2 separate regions of the Mus musculus genome follow, and region 1 is linked to region 2. The links are chromatin contacts, called in public Micro-C maps. All regions are on one chromosome and are shown on one strand. The core of a region is the stretch at or near the end of the contact, and the rest is flanking DNA. Distances in the headings are between cores, read along the strand shown.

The links. Hi-C and Micro-C count contacts between places; a contact is called where the count stands out from the background.
Region 1: a contact with region 2 is called in a Micro-C map of embryonic stem cells, with 2.8 times the contacts expected there. The contact joins two enhancer-like sites. A contact is called at or near these places in 1 of 484 Hi-C or Micro-C datasets (embryonic stem cells) and 1 of 9 other capture datasets (embryonic tail).

Annotation. Positions count from the first base shown.
Region 1 is chr16:29,881,324-29,884,103 of GRCm38.p6, reverse strand. No RefSeq gene overlaps it. Among named protein-coding and RNA genes, the nearest start is that of Gm52263, 6.0 kb to the left of the region's middle. Within about 2 kb of position 1,328, at least 133 of the 459 cell types and tissues checked have an H3K27ac peak or open chromatin away from gene starts, as enhancers often do. A contact at or near this core is called in embryonic stem cells and embryonic tail, where this site is marked.
Region 2 is chr16:29,681,479-29,684,587 of GRCm38.p6, reverse strand. No RefSeq gene overlaps it. Among named protein-coding and RNA genes, the nearest start is that of Opa1, 100 kb to the right of the region's middle. Within about 2 kb of position 1,382, at least 67 of the 459 cell types and tissues checked have an H3K27ac peak or open chromatin away from gene starts, as enhancers often do. A contact at or near this core is called in embryonic stem cells and embryonic tail, where this site is marked.

The DNA.
Region 1 (2,780 bases), core at 79-2,578, 200 kb before region 2:
ACCTTTGTAGTCTCTCAGGTTGAAAAGAGCCCTCAGTACCACCTATTTAAAGGAGAGGAATTTGCACTGAATTCTCAGTCTTCAGATCCTGCCGACTTTGAACCTACTTGTATCTGTGTGATCACACACACAAACATACCCACACAGAGATGCACACATGTGCGCACACACACACACACACACACACCACTACACTTCATTTGCCATAGTACACCCTCCCCCATAACCCTGTGCAGTCAGGAATTCAATTCAAAGCAAAAGGGATTCTTGAGGAGGGGGGAAAAAAAAAGGAATTCCATAGTGGTGAGGTTAGGGTTACAGCCCTTGAAGCCAGATGGTTTCCTGGAGACGTCAGGGGAGCTGGGTGAGGTGGCATGGGGGACACCATCCGGGAGCCCCAAGAGCTAAAGCTGGCACTTGCATGTGGCTGGCATCTGCTTAGTGCTGTGGATGGTACCTTCACAGCATCTCCATCTGCCTCCAGCATCCCCAGCCTGGGACCTAAGTTGCTGTATTCTATTCTCCACCCATTTCTGAAAACTGCCTGCTCGGGTGCTACTTCAAAGTCCCCTGGGAATGCCAAGTCGCCAATTAAGCCTCTTTGAGGCAGGTTCTCATTCCTTCCCCACTAATTGAAATGTTACTCCTTTTACTAAACCCATAAACCACCCAAACACAACGGCCTTCCTCATTTGCATTGTAACAATGTCCCTAATGTCCTTCCAAGAGCTTTACGTAGAGCCGAACCTTTTCTCTACCCCCCCCAACCCCCCAACGGTCAAAAGCAATTCCGAGGCAAAGGCCTTCATTTCCATCCCTATACAGCTGCTCATTAGCCAAGGTGGAATAAATTCCCTTTATTCTGGATTCATTTCCCAGGATGATAATGTCTTTTTTGTCTCAGGCCACTGTTCCCAAACTGGCCTTAATTGCTGATAGTAATTGAGTTAATGAGTATTTACAGCCGGTAAGGTTAAAAAAGGTCTCCTGTAGTTTTATTTGTGACATTTTATTTAACCTGCAATAAAATCATTAACAAGTTGTCCCCGTGTTAATTTTCTGGCCCTTCATCTTGTCTCTGTCTCTTGGGAAAGTAGGGTGAAGGTAGATGGCTCGGTCCTGGGGGTAGTTCTTAGGTTGCAGGGATGGGGAACCCAGCCTCATCCAGGTTTTCTTCTATTCAGAGAGGAGGGCCTCTCCCAGTGAAAGCAGATAGCCTGGGGCCACGATGCTCCACAGTCTCCCAGGCGCTTGGCCAAGTCACAGTCGGGGTGATGAAATCCCTTCAAAGCCACTGGGCTGGGCCAGGCTCAAGCTCCCTACCAGCAGCGCCAGCCTAAAGTGGCCCACAGGTCGGGCACAGAGCCGAGGTGTCAGGCAGTGTGAAGAGTCTGTGCATCGGTGCCTGCCAGAGAGAAGATCTGAGATGGGGCTGGAGGAGGCACCCATGCTTGTGGGCAATGCTAGGGCAAGCCAGGGGCTTTCCACACTTCACACTGGGAGGCCTGAGACTTGTCTGTGGGAGTCAGTCACTCCTAACCTTCATGTCTGCTTCCTTGCAAGCCACAGTGGGAGAGGTGGAGGCCCCTTTTCACAGTGGGGTTCTGGTTTCTTTGTTACTTCTTTAGAGTGAAGCTGGCTTCCAGGAAAAAAAAAAAGAACCTCAGAGGCCACTCCCAGATAACAGCAACTCCTTTTCTTCCTTGTGTGCTCTGCGTGGGGGGCTACTGGTGGCGTCTCCTTCAGAGGTGTCCAGAAACAGTGTTTGGGGGAATGATGAATCACACTGTAGCGGAAGTATCCAGCAGTTCCCTAGCATACACAATGGCTTTGGTTTCCTGGACATACAACTAGACTGTCTAGGCCTTCTTCAAGTTAGATGTCACCAGGTGACAGCAGAAAAAAAAAAGGTGTGCATAGGAGGAGATCCAACAACTTGCAGCCCAAAGTTAAAAGCAGCAGGGTCCAGCCAGCTGAAAATTGTCACACAAGGAGTTGAGACAGTCCCACCCTTCCTGTATGTACACATTAAAAAAAAAAAAAACTGGAATTTTTTAAATTTATTTTTTATTTTATGTGCATTGGTGTTTTACCTACATGTATGTCAGCGTGAGAGGTTGGGTCACCTGGACCTGGAGTTAACAGTTGTCCGCTGCAATGTGGTTGCTGGGAATTGAATCCCCTGTCCTCTGGAAGAGCAGCCAGTGCTCTTAACCACCGAGCCATCTCGCCAACCCTTCTGTGGAATTTAAACCACTCTACGCTCTGGGAACTATCGGTGGCAGGAGCCTACTCTACATTCCAACAAGTACAGTGTGCCCTGCGCTGTGCCTGGGAATGGTCGTCTTGCTTGGGATTCTCACCCTCTGAGACCTTTCCCATGTGGCTCTGATCCGGGCCCCTTTGCAAAGCCTTCCCGTGGGCAGAGGAAGCAGAAAGCTGACCCGACTCAGTCATTACCCTGGCATCCTACCAATGCCACTTTTGCCTGCCTGTAGGCAGATTAAAGCATCTGGCCAAGGCGTAACGTTTAGAAATTCAGTTCTCGGGCCACTCCCCAGACTCACTTCATCAATGACATTTCTGAAGTCAGGCTCCCTGCATGAACAGACTGGAGAAGACTAAACTGATTTCTGGAACAGTTCAGCCTGTCAGGAGTTGGGGATAGGAAGGGGGGTAGGAGTCATTCAAAATCCACTTGTCCCTTCATCTTGTGATGGACAGACAGACAGAGACCCAGAGCCAGGAAAGGGCAGAATCAGCCTGAGGGCCCCTGGCTT
Region 2 (3,109 bases), core at 133-2,632:
ATTTGAGTCGGGGGTACCATTTGGTACCATTCTTTCAGAATCCTTACACGTTAGCATGGCTTTTGTTGCCCCTGGGAACCTGCCAAGCAGGCAAGGGGCAGCAAGCACTTCCCAGTGCAGCTCTGGTGGCAGCACTTCCCAGTCTATCCTTCCAAACCTGTTTTGGTCCAAGCTTTGCTCCTCTCAATAGCTCTAGAACAAAGGACTTGTACTTCCGGTTTGTTCTCTGTTCCTTGGTAGCCTGTCAGCCCAACTACAACCTTGAGCAGCAGCACCAGGGGGACAGATAAGAGATTTGACTTGAGAGGGTGACTTGCCACAGAATCAAGAAAGACCTTTGGTGGGTACTGCCAACCCCTTCCCCATACTTATGAATTGGTCCCCTGGTTCATTTACTGCTGGGCAAGTGCTCCCAAAATGTCCCTGTAATTGTGGAGTACCTCAGAGATCCTAGGGAGCAACGAACCTCAGTTCCACATCCTAGAGCCAGGCTCTGTTTTCTGAGCTGAGAGATTGTATTATTTTAGAGATGGATCTAAAAATACAGGAGCACACACACACACACACACACACACACACACACACACACACACACGAGCACACGCCTGTTCGTGTTTGTTCAGCAAACGTGTCTACCCTCTTTTTCTCACTCCTCTCCCCCCATCCCCACCCCTCCCGTGTTTGTACTGGGTACCAGGGAGGCCTCTCACGGGCATACAGAGAAGAACGGATACACAGAAAAAAACGATGCCTGGCTTTGGGAGCACCATCATGCCCCTGTCCTGAGCAGCGAGCATTTGGCATCGCAGCTGATCACAGGAGACACCGCCTCAAAACAGAAAGCCAGCCTCCCCCATTCAGAGAGAGGAGAGGTCACAGAGACCCAGCCACTGACCTGCGGGCCTCTCACTCACTCGTCTGATCACGTGCAGCTCCCAGGGGACTCCATTGTCTGCAGGGACAAGCTGGGGTTCATTTGGGAAACTGTCTCTGGGAATGGAAAAGGAGATTTCAACCGTGGAGTTAGACTTTTGTGTTCATACAACTGTGTTTTGTTTGGGGGTTTTGTTTTTTTCAAATAATGCTACACAGAGAACCCTAAGAAAGTCCCCAAGCCGAAACAGACAGGCACATCGCTTCTTTTTATTCTATCAGTCAGGGGGGAAAGAGTAAAAAAAAGAAAGAGAGGGAGAAAAAAAGAAATGAAAGCAAGGAGAAAGAAGCCCCTTGAGCCCCCTCCCCAGTCCTTCCCACCAGCCACGTGGTTTGCACAATTAAATCTCAATAGCTCCTTCCTGGGCATTGTGAGGGCTGTGATTGCCCCATAAGGAGAGTCTCAGCGGCATGCAGAGGGACTTGGCTCTCCATAGCAGAGTTGAGGGTCACGCTGTCTCCACAGCTCCTTCCGGCAGCACCTAACTACACAGACTCCTTCCAGGTCTGAGTGGTTCCCAGCAGCGGGGGAGCCTGGCAGGAAGCGTCGTGGGCTCCAGCCATGGAAAACCTGTCTGGCCATAAAGAATGCAGAGGACACTGACATGCCAGCTTCGCTTGCTTCTTTTTCTGGGGTTACAATGAGTTCATCGCCAGCGCTAGGTTGGTTTGTAGCAAAAGCTGGGACTTCCTCTTCCACCCAATAGAAATCGTGCAGAGTCTTAAAAACCCCATATTTTCCATCGAAGAAATCCTGAATTTTCAAATTCCCTCTTAATAAAATTGCAAGCTCAGGAACAGGTGAACATCTTAAATCTGAAGCCTCATGTGGAGCAGGCCTTAGTGACGTCAGAACCAGAGGAGGGGTGGAGCCCTAGGCTGGGGGGCGTGTCTCCCTTTCCCTTTCCCTGTTCTCCTTGTTTCCTGGGCCACCTGCGGAGAGCTTGCCTTCCTTTGTCCCTTGACCCCTGCCACTCATCAACAACTCTCTTCCTGGAGACCTTGTCCACTCCTACTGCCTCCACCATATTTCTCTATCTCCATGTCTCTGAGAGTAACCTGCCTAGACCCGCTGCTTTCGGTAATTTTCAGCCCCTATCTCCCGGTCTCCATCACGTTTTGCTGCATTCTCTCGTGTGGTGTTTTGCCGATTCTGTTTACCTGCCCACCACCCTAGGTCTGTGGGTGTCCGCTTTCCTAAAGCGTCATCCCTTTAACACAGTTGTTCATGTTGTGGTAACCCCAATCAAAAACGTATTTTCGTTGCTACTTTATAGCTGTAAATTTGCTACTATTTCGGATTGTAATATAAATATTTGTGTTTTCCAATGGTCTTAGGCACCCCCCCCTCCGTGAAAGGGGACTCCCAAAGGGGTCTCCATCCATAGGCTGAGAAACACTGCCCTAAGGGAGCAAGTATCCCTCCAGAGTGGTGTCTGAGATGCCTTACTCTGGGAGGCAGCGACAGATCTGTGAGTTCTAGGTCCGCATGGTAAGTTCTAGACTAGCGCAAACTACATAGTAAGAGCCTATCCAAAAAATTAAAAAAAAAAAACATATGTACATATAATTCTGGGAAGTGTCACTTCCTAAGGCATTCCTGCCAAAACGTGGGAACTAATTTGACAATTCACATAGCAAGATAATGTACGTGAACACACACACACACGTATGACACATATTCACAATTCACATATATACAAAACTACGGTCTTTCTGGTGTCATGGCTGGGGCACAGTTCTGTGGGAAGAAGAGTTCTAAAAGAGAACTGAGCACACTGGTGTGTGAAATGGACAGCTGTGCTAGAGGAAGCGTGTGCAGTCAGTTTGGATGGGAAAGTCAAGGCAGACATCAGTGACCATCTGCGTGAGTAGATGGAGCCTTTGATGTTTTGGAGAAAGAAGCAGGGTGCTAAGCCTTCTGTTGCATTCTTATGAGTATATGATACTGGAATGGTTCCTTGCATGGAGATGGTGGGAGGGATGTAAAATACACATTTTTAAGGCTGAGGCGGCCTGGACCTCTATCTCTTTGATAATACTAGGTGTATTATCACAGAATGAAGTTTGTGGCTCCTAGCTGTCCCCATCCCTGGAAAATAGGCAGCTCTGGGACCCCGTGACTCTGCTTTGACATCTGTCAGCTACTGTGGGTCCAGTAAGAACCCCAAGATGT